Regions from separate parts of the Columba livia genome. Here region 2 is linked to region 1. A link is a contact called in public Hi-C data. All regions are on one chromosome and are shown on one strand. Each heading gives the region's core, a stretch centred on a gene start, on an enhancer-like site or on the middle of the called end of the contact. The rest is flanking DNA. Distances are from core to core; before and after follow the strand shown. Region 1 holds the start of GALK2 (galactokinase 2). Region 2 holds the start of AFG2B (AFG2 AAA ATPase homolog B).

Evidence for each region. Hi-C and Micro-C count contacts between places; a contact is called where the count stands out from the background.
Region 2: a Hi-C map of crop shows a contact between it and region 1, with 2.9 times the contacts expected there. The contact joins the promoter of AFG2B here to the promoter of GALK2 in region 1.

What each region holds. Positions count from the first base shown.
Region 1 is chr11:2,586,658-2,591,816 of bColLiv1.pat.W.v2, forward strand. It overlaps GALK2 (galactokinase 2), which reads left to right and starts at 2,201. Exons shown (of 9, transcript XM_065075877.1): 1 at 2,201-2,610. It overlaps COPS2 (COP9 signalosome subunit 2), which reads right to left and starts at 2,028. Exons shown (of 13, transcript XM_065075880.1): 1 at 1,814-2,028. The coding sequence starts at 1,867. LOC135580494 (a long non-coding RNA gene) reads right to left here. Exons shown (of 3, transcript XR_010475223.1): 2 at 4,576-4,643; 3 at 3,611-4,496.
Region 2 is chr11:2,789,875-2,794,851 of bColLiv1.pat.W.v2, forward strand. It overlaps AFG2B (AFG2 AAA ATPase homolog B), which reads left to right and starts at 1,443. Exons shown (of 8, transcript XM_005513070.4): 1 at 1,443-2,732; 2 at 3,742-3,927. The coding sequence starts at 1,656.

The sequences.
Region 1 (5,159 bases), core at 951-3,450:
AAACGCACTGGACCAGCAATTATTGTTGCTGAAAATTGACATAACACATCGTGAGCTAGGAGCTACATTCTTACTCTGACCTGTACGTGGACAGCTGCGTTTAAACACTGAAAAATGTAATTCCAGTGGTTTCTCTACATGTCCAGTTCTCACGCTATCGATACTCAACGGGAATTCTGCTGTGTTTAGTATTGCTTTGGTTGTATCATACAGAAAAATAAACATAGGGTTTTAAATCAGGACACAGGTTTCAGTGTTAATGCAAATGAATGGAAACTGACTTTGAAACAAACTGGGCCAATAAAATATTCGTAATAGTCTCAGTGTATTTCCTTTAGAAAGCTTGCTTCTCAAAGTCTGTGAATTCATTCATGGCCTTAAGTGAAAGGCTCACAGTTCTTGGAATACTGATACAAGCAGCTCAGAAGGTTAAGATGACAATATATGTCAAACAAGCACTCTTATGTGACTTTAAAACACTCACAAGCAAAACCAGGCGCATGTATTCTATATGTCATTTGTCCTGAGCAGCTCATAACATAAACTGCCCAGAAACTGTTTCAAATAAAATCAGACATGTCTTTTAAGTGTATTCGTAAGAAGCAATGATTATCAAATAATTCGTTAGAAAGCAAATCATCTGGAAGCAAGTGTCTGGGGTTTTTCAGTTAAACTGCAGTACTGTAAATACAAGTTTAGCTGAAATTAATGCAATACAGACCTCAAGCCTCAACCATACACAGCTTTTTAAAAAAGTGCTTCTGTTTTCAAAACCTATGCAAAGTTCAGAAGAGCGAAAACACAACCAAACTAACCGCAAGCTCCAATACGATGATGGCAATAGAGTCACAACTAATCAGACATCGTAGAAAACACATTTTGTTTCAAATATAACAGCTATTTAGTTTACTAACCTCCCCCAAGGTGGTTTTAATCATTGGAAAAAAAAGCTTCTTATAATTCAAAGGAGATTTGTTACATCAAAACAACCCCAATATATAACCAATTTCCTCCAATAAATCAGTCTGTTGCTAACTGCAAGCAGCATTTTTTAACTGCAAAAGCTGAGAACAAACCCTGGGGTCAAAATGTGACTAGATAAAACACTTAAAACCCCGAACCCTGCAATTAAAAAAAAAAAACAAAACCAAAAACAACCAAACAAAAAAGGGCAAAAAGCTCACCAAGACCAGAAAGGCAAAAAGTTAAAAACCAGTACACCCTTGACGTGTTGCATCCGAGAGCGGCTGTGTGGCCACTGCTCCTCACTCCCGCTTCTCTTGCCCCCACTTTTGGCTCAGTTTGACGCTCAGGCCGGCACACGAGTGACACCTGCCCCCACGGAGCCCTCGCAGCCGCGGGTGGGGACGAGGCCTGACAACTTCAGGACTTCACTTCGTGCCTGACGCTTCGGTCAGAGGCGGAGGGGGGAGGCAGCGCCGGAGCAATCCCTTGCCCTACCCGCTGTGTTAGACAAACGGGGGCCCTGGCTCCCGGGCCCGAGGGGGCCAGCCCGGGGCCTAGCTGGCCTCCGGGCCGAAGTTGGCCTGTTTATCCGCGGAGAGGTGGCAGGGCGCCCGGTGGGGCCTGCTCCCAAAGCAGCACCCGCTGCCCACCGCCACCAGCCCTCCGCCCCGGAGGGAAACTCGTCCTGTCAGCGCTCCCTCACGGGGCAGCACCCGGCGGGGCTGCTGCTGCTGCTGCGGCGGCGGGCGGCGGACGCGCCGCGCCAGCACCGGCCGAGGCGGCACCGCTCCCGCGAGGCCCCCGGCCGCACCGCGCCGCCGACCTCCCCGCGCTCCCCGCGCCCTACCAGGTCGTAGTCCTCCTCATCATCGCACATGAAATCATCCTCCATGTCAGACATCTTGGCCGGAGGACGGGCGGGGGGAGGGGAAGGGGGCCGGGACAGGGAGGAGGCAGCGGGGACGGCCCCTTCTCCCACAACCCCGCGCGGCGCTGCCCAATGTGGCTCCGCTCCGCCCGGAACCCGCTGCCGCCCGCTCCCCTCCCGCCCCCGGGCCGGGGCACACGGAGCCCAAACCGCGGTGCACCGCCGCCGGCTTCCTCTCCCTGCTAGCAACCGGCCCCTAGCAACCGCGGCTGCGGGCGGAGCCCGCCTCCCGCCCGCCCTCCCTGCCGCCCTGCCGGCCTCCGGGGGGGCGCTGCGGCACCGCCTCGCCCCCTGACGCCGGCGGGGCCTCCGCGGCGGCGCCGCGTCTCAGCGGGGCGCAGGGCCCCGGCTCTGCCGCCGCCCGCCGGGCCCGGAGCGCGCCGGCATGGCGCCGGGGCCGGCCGCCGTGTCTCCGGTGTGAGCGCTGCGAGCCCGACTCCGTTACCGGGGCTGTAAGTCTGGTGACTGCGCGTCTCCGGATGGGAATGTCCCCGAGCCCGGCCCCTGGCTCGTGCGGCGTCGCTTAGTCCTTGGTGCAGCTTGTTTGCCTCAGTCAGTGCTGGAGGGTTTGCACGCGCCGTGTTCACCATAAGCAAATCATACCGTATCAGCAATCTGAAAAGGCCTGAACTGCAAAAAACCACGGACCTTGCAAAGCACCGGCTTCCTAAAGACTTTTACACACTAATTTCTGCCGCTGCCTTCAGCCGAGTGAGGTAAAATCCCCGTCAGACAAGCTCGGCCTCTCCACATCTCCACAGGGCCCGCGGTTCTCACAGACTCCCGGGTCTATCGGCAGCATTGGGCCTCCATATTTTTCTGTTGTGGATCATTTTATATTATTACAGTTTCTGACTGTCTCTTTCATTTCTATGGCTACTTCTAAGTCTTTACAAAATTGTGTTGCTATTCGGCCAACCGTAATAATCAGGAGAAAGAAGTTTTACCTCAGACACATTAATCCAAAATGACATCTAAATATTACTTTGCTTTTCTCAGTCCAAGCACTTAAAGCTCCAGGAGTTGAATATTAGTGTTTTTAAGATATACACCAACATAATAACGATAAACAAGTGAGTCTGCAAATGCATTTGAAAAGCTCAGTTCCTCAGAGGAACTGCAGCCATTAATCTGGAGGGGTGAACAGGAGCTGTGAGTCTGCTTGCTTGAGGGAAGCTGGCAGAGCCACACAACAGAAAAAAAAAAGGGGGGGAAAAAATAACGCCGTAGGGGATCATGCTGCCTATTTTTTATTTTTTACTTTTATTACTCGTGCATTTTGCCGAGGGGCGGCCCTCAGGGTGACCAACCGCGCAGGCCGCGCCGGGCGCTTTTCTGTTGTCAGCGAAATTCTGACAGGAACGAAGGAAAATGCCCATTTCCTTCCCGCCCCGCGGCAGCTTTCCTTTCCTGTCACGTCGGGGCTGTGGCGGCTGAGGCGCTGAGAGCAGAGCGGCCTCCCAGCCTGCGGGGTGCCGCCGTGCCTGCGAGACGGGCCTGAGGGCCCAGCAGCGCCGCCTCAGCGGTGCCTGCCGCCGGGGCCGGGCCGGGCTGCCAGCTCAGCGCCCGGAAGGACGGTGGCTGCCCGTCCCGTCACCGCGCTCCAGCCGGAGCCGTCACACCGCGCCCTGCCCGCCTCAGCCAGGGGCCCGCGGGGGGAGCCGCCATGGCGACGGACGCCCCCAGCACCCTCCGGGTCCAGCTGGTGGAGCAGCCCAGGTGGGTGGGTCGCTCCCCTTGGCCCCGCACCGGGAGGCCGAGGCGGCAGCCGGGACGCGGGAGGCGCCGCCGTTAGGGCAGGAGCGGGCGGTGTGCCGGCAGACGGGAGGTGGGAGCACAGGTGGGACGGGCTGTCCCCGCGGCCCCTGGCTGAGGGGTGAGAGGCTTTGGAGTTGCGATATTTCTATTCGTCTCAATACATGTGACACTTCCATTTGGCGCGGCCCCGGGAGCACCGTCGCCGCAGCCACATCGGCCTGGGGACACCTGGATTTCCCCGGCAGCGAGCGGGCCCGGGCCGGCAGAGGCGAGCGGCCCATTGTCCCGCTGAGCAACTCGCTGGTCACCGACCCCTCAGGCCCCATCTCCCCCAGACACAGCTCCCTGCAGCCCACACGTCCCAGCTGCCTCTCGCACAGTGCCCCTGTGGCAGGAAGGGAAATCATTCATTCATCCTTCCTCCTTTTTTTTTTGTCCAGAATTTTGGGAATACTGATTATCCTCTTATCCTTTTGTCTATAAAAAAAAGGTGGAACAGCAGAGGCCTGGCTGTGCGTTGGTGCGGCTGTGGCACGTGGCAACACATGCTCTTTCCTCCTGGAGTTGCACTCAGCATGTGCAAGTAGAATGCACAAACAGTTCAAACGATCCTTTTACCTGTTTTAGCACTGCAAAAGCATCTTTAAAAAACAACCAACCGACTTCTGTTCCTTGTGTACGATTGCAGTGTTTCAGTGTACATTACATGGAAAGGAGGAGTCCAGCATTGCCAGATTTGGATGTGTGAGGTTGTGAGGGATGCCTTTGCTTAACACTTTTGGCAATCATCTCCGATGTAGGTGCTTAAAATGCAGCATGCGTGTTGCAACATCACGGCCAAAGCCTGTAAATAGCCTTTCATCAGGCCTTCTTGTAAAACCCACATTTAAAAACAAACAAAAAAAAGATCAATCAGCACTTACATAAATATACCCCCATGACTGCTCTGTTTGTTCTTAGTCTCTTGGTACCAACACCACTGTAAAAATATCTGTGAAACAAAGACGCATTTTAAGTACTGACACGAAAAGGAATAAAGTTAACACCTAGAATTCTGCCAACAGATTCCCCCATAGACAACAATATTGTTATCTAGAAATGGGATTGTACAATGAAATGGCAGAAATTGCTTCTGCTAATTGGAAGACTGATAAACTAGTCAATACTAGGGGAGATTATAAGGAAGGGGAATTACAGAAGGACCTAATACAGCTTTGTTACTGGGCACAAAGATGGAAAAGTACTGAAAGATCTGTTAAGAAGAAAAAAATCACTACAAATAATATTTTGTAGCTTTCCATCTAAAGAAATCTTACAAAACATTTGAATATGTAGTTGGACAGTGACACAGATTTAACAAAGAAGTACAAACTAAATAATTGACTGTGAAATTTTGTAGCATCTGTTTCTCATTGTTGTCTTCTTACACTCTGAATTAACTAGGCTTCTAGCTCTAGTTTTAGACTAAATGTAGAATCCTTAGCAGGGTTTCTGGTACTGGATTTTT
Region 2 (4,977 bases), core at 193-2,692, 200 kb after region 1:
CATTATCCTTCCTGGAATGCAAGCTCCTTATAACCTTTTGCCTGTACATTACCTGGACAGTCATTAGTGTGTCCCACACTAAATACCTAAAAAGTCTGCATATTCAATATAAGCATTTGCATACACGTGCAGTACAAAAATGTGCTATGAAAAGAAACATTCAGTAGATATCCAGGAGAAAATGAACAGAAAAGAAGCACCGAAAGGAGAAAATTTTGAATTGAAAGGAAATAGAACAGAATTGAAAGGAAATAGAACATAAGCCCTTTGGCACATAATTAGGCATAAGGAGAAGGCTTGCTGGTTTTCACGCTGCTCAGCCCTACACCTTTCTTCTGGTTTCCTACTCAGCATTTAAAATTACCTGAACTGGCTCTGTTAACACTGTCTGCTTTTGTTCACGTGGCTTACTAAAATATTTGGTGTACAGCCCTTGGTTCAGTAAAGGAACATGATTAAGTGGGACATCATCAAAAAGATTTCTTTATGCTTCCCATCCAGAGTCATTTAAAGTACCTGCTGAGTCGTTCATCATCATGCTGTAAACCACCCTCTGCGTGTTCTGTGAGCACAGCTCTGTCTGCCCTCATGTATTTGAGATCCTAATTCTCATCGATATGTGGTCTCAAATTAAGCCTGTATGTACGCAGTACATGTGTAACTTCACTTTCTATGAAGCCACTTGCAAGAATAAAATTGTGCACACGCTAAATTTTATAGATCATGGTTTTGTTTTGTATCCCACAATGCTGGCAGATCTCCTTGAAGGTTTTTATGATGGTACCGCACAGTTCATGGCATAATCAAAGAAGTGGGCAGACCAGAAAGTTACACAATTAATTTTTCTTAAAAGCAGACTGAGCATTTGTCAGAGCAACACACTACTACAGTTTTACCAATTGTTGAATAAATATCTGTCCTAATCACTTAGATCAGCAGCTTCTCAAGTCAACTCTGTGGCTCCTCACTTGTTTTTTCTTAACCAGTATCTACAGTTGAATCAACCCCAGCCGCTGGTGAACAAGGTGCCACCCTGAGCCAAGGGAAGCGCTGACAGCAGACAAGGGAAAGAGGAAGCCCAACTTTTGGCAACATGTTTAGGAAGCGCCAACTCGACAAGCGGGAGGCGCTGAGGAGACGGGCTGAGGGAGAGGGAAGGAGGGAGGCGAGCGAGCCCGCCAGTACGAGCTCTGTGGAGAACAAGACAAGTGGCAACGAGGGAGATCAACCCATTTCGTCTGTGGGAAGAGAGTACAAGGAGCCGAAAGACGACTTGCAGCTGGTCAGCCCGTCACTGGCAGACCGCGTTCACCTCACAGACAGCGGTTCGCCGGTTCTGAAAGGAACGCCCTCAGGGGCGGCTGAGGCGGGAACGTGACGAGAGTTAGTGGCCGCCGCCCCGCTGAGCGCGCTCCTTCACACTGCGCGTGCTCCGCTATGGCGCATGTGCGCGGGGCGCAGTGGCCGCCGGGACGCGCGGCGGGTGCGCGGGAGCGGCTCCGGAGCGGCTCCGGAGCGGGCGGGGACCCCCGGGGGGACCACGGGGGCCTGGCGGAGCGGGAGGGCGAGGCGGGGTGAGTAAGAAGCTGGACGGGGCCGCGCAGAGCAGGGGGTCGTCGCCCTCTCCAGCGGAGGGAACTCCGCCCAAGCCCGCGATGGAGGCGGCAGCCTTAAAGCTGCTCCCGCTGGACCCGGGAGATGAAGGCACCCAGAGGTGCAGGGTCGGACCTGCCACTCTCTCCTTGCTGGGCGCCCGGCTCGGCGCTCCGCTGCGGATCTCCCTGCCCAGCGGCTGCTGTCTGTGCACGGCGTGGCCCCGGCACGACTTGGCGGACGGGTTCGTGCAGGCTGACCTGACCTGCAGCACCGCGGGGGTCGCTGCCCGGGACATGAGGGGCCTCACGCTGGGGGTCGGCCAGCTAGAGCTTCTGACCTCTCGCCCCTTGCAAAAGGTGACTGTGAAAGTGGTCCTTAAGAGCTCTGCACTGAAAAAGTCGACTCCCAGAGCAGTGTTGCAGGAGACGATCAGAGAACTGCTAAGAAATGTTTATGTTTCGCTTCATTATGTTGTTACTGTTGCCCCAAATCTCGAAAACCCCGTGGTGTATATTGAAATACTGTCTGTAGACCCTTTGACAGATGAAGCCGGACTGATAACCCACCAAACAAGCATAAAAATTAAGGAGGTTGTCACTTTTGAATGGTACAGACGCTTATCAGAAGACTCTGCAAAAACTTCCGTTGCAGGACTAGATAATGTGGAAAAGTCTTTGAAAGAAATGATTGATCTGCCTTTTCGCTTTCCAAAGACTTTTAAGAAGCTGGGGCTTTCTGTCCCTAATGGGGTGCTACTAATAGGCCCCCCAGGTGTAGGCAAAACTCTGATGGTAAAGGCGGTAGCAAGAGAAGTGGGTGCGTATCTGCTCTGCATCAGTGGCCCAGCCCTGTATGGTTCAAGACCAGGAGAAAGCGAAGAGAATTTGCGAAGAGTCTTTGAAAAGGGCAGAGAAATGTCAAATGAAGGCCCAACCATTCTCTTTATTGATGAAATTGACTCTTTATGCCCAAAGCGAGGAAGTTCAAACAATGCTCCTGAAGATCGTATTGTTGCCCAGTTGCTAACGCTACTGGATGGTGTAGGTAGCGAGGCGAAGATGGTCATTATAGCAGCAACAAACAGGCCTGATGCCTTAGACCCTGCGCTGAGACGACCTGGCAGATTTGACAGAGAGGTGAGCAAACCCTGGATTTCACACAGTCTATTTCCTTTCCTTTTTGACATGGAGCAGAGCACCGTTAGTTAATTTTTTTTAGTGTCTACTGATCATGTTTAATAATGGGATTCTGCAGGCTTGAAATGTGTGTCCTGTTTATTTCTTCAGATTGCTGCAGCTTGGGTAAGGTAGGGAGCATGTTTTACTCAGCCAACACAGAGCTCCAAATACTTGAAAGTGGAAAAGAGGAGTCTTTATGCTTCTTTATCATAAAAGCATGGACCTGTTCCTGAAGGTTTTATTTTGCCTACGGACACTTGGAGTTACAGACTTAGATTTCTCTCATTTAAATCCTGGATTGTGACACCTGCTGTGTCAAAAATTCTGTTCAGCTTTCAGTAGCAGAGGCTGCGTTTACTCTGGAAAACTTCTGCTGGCCTAATGGTCAAATGAAGAAAGAACACATGCGGTTAAGCAACGTACAATGCTTGTGCTTGTATTATTTATTTTGCTGGGTAAACACACTCCTGGGTCATCCAGTTTGGTCAAGTTTTCTGATGCTCACAGTTATTATTTTCCTGAATTTCTAGATTATTGAGATGTGTTTTATGGCGCTATTTTACCGGGGTTTTAGTAATGTATGAATGTTTATGTAATTGACTTTTTTTTTCTTTTGGATGAATCTAAGTCAGCTCTTGATATGCGAGACAATTATTGTTTGTGTTATGTTGAAATTACCTTAAAATAGGATTTAATGGGCGCTAGCTGGCAGAGTCTTATGTACAACTGTTTATACAAGCACAGTTCACTTTGAAAGTAAGTCCAAGTAAAAGGTATTTTCAAGATTTATCATTTGTATAGCACTGCTAATAAGTTTCTTGCAAAATGTTTTAGTTACAGTGCAAGTACATGTAAATCTTCAGTAAGCAGTATAAAGCAGAGCCAAACTTGCTTGCCTAGGTCTATAAAATCAAAGGAACATAGTAAAATATCTACTTAAAATTTTTGTTTACTGTATTTGGTTTAGGTGATTATTGGGACACCAACACTTACGCAAAGAAGATCTATCCTGCAGTTGCTTACATCTAATATGCCGATTTCTACAGACGTTGATTTGGTTAAACTGGCAGAAATGACAACTGGGTACGTCGGAGCTGACCTTACAGCACTCTGCAGAGAAGCTGCCATGCAGGCCGTGTTCCGCAGCTCTTTGGTATGGTTGCAGATTAGTCAACAAGAATGTAATTAATGCTATGTGCTGCCCTTTCCTCATTAATACTTGGCTTTACTTGCAAAGCTGACCAAGTGGAAGAACTCACAAGTTAAAATACTGGAAAACACCAACTGTGTTATAAATATAAATATGCTATTTTGCTGGTCCTTTCAGTTCTCACCTGAAAAGACTTTTATCCTTTCTGAATGAAAAGCTTTGCAGAAAGTTGTTATTCTCATCTTTTTAGGATTGTGCAAAGCAGAGATGTTAATCTTTTTTGTCAAACTAATCTATAATGTCCACCAAAGCTCTCTTTTGAAGCTATCAGCGATTTAGAATTCTACTTCTTAATAATAACCGCAAATTAAAGTTTAGGTTGACACTTAAGTATATAAGTGCTAGTGATAATAACTATTATCATTTGGGTTGCATGACTGGATAAACGTTATAGACACAAGGTATAAAACTGCCCATTGTGCAGGAATTTAACTTCTTAGATATTATATATGTGGAATTAGAGAATTGGTATTTCTTAATAGCTTTCTATTCTGACTTTTGCAAGATTGTGAAGTATATGTTTGCTGTTGCTTTTCATCTGGAATGGCTGAACAGAAGTTTAAAGCCAGATCTGCAACATTTCCTGAGTCAGAGCATCTACAGAAAATGGTAGAACCCTCTGTCTTCACTCGGGGATAGAGAGAAGAGGACATCATATTTCTACAGCTTCAATCTCCTCCAGATACCTTACAAATACTGAAAGTAGTAAACAAAATCATTTGAGCCTGGTATCCTGGAAAGAAATAGATGAACAAATGAAGATAATGAATAAGTAGATGGCCTATCTGCCTTAGGAACTGCAAGCTCCTTTGTAAAATACATCTTACTTCTGGCATTGCATTTTTAGTTTAATAATTGTATTTTCTAGCCTGTTTGATATAAAGTACCTTACTTTCTCCAGTATGTGGTAAAAATGGATATTAGAACATTTTTATTTGTATTCAGGAGAATCTAGGAATTGGTATGTAGTAACCCTGAAACTAGAAACCATTT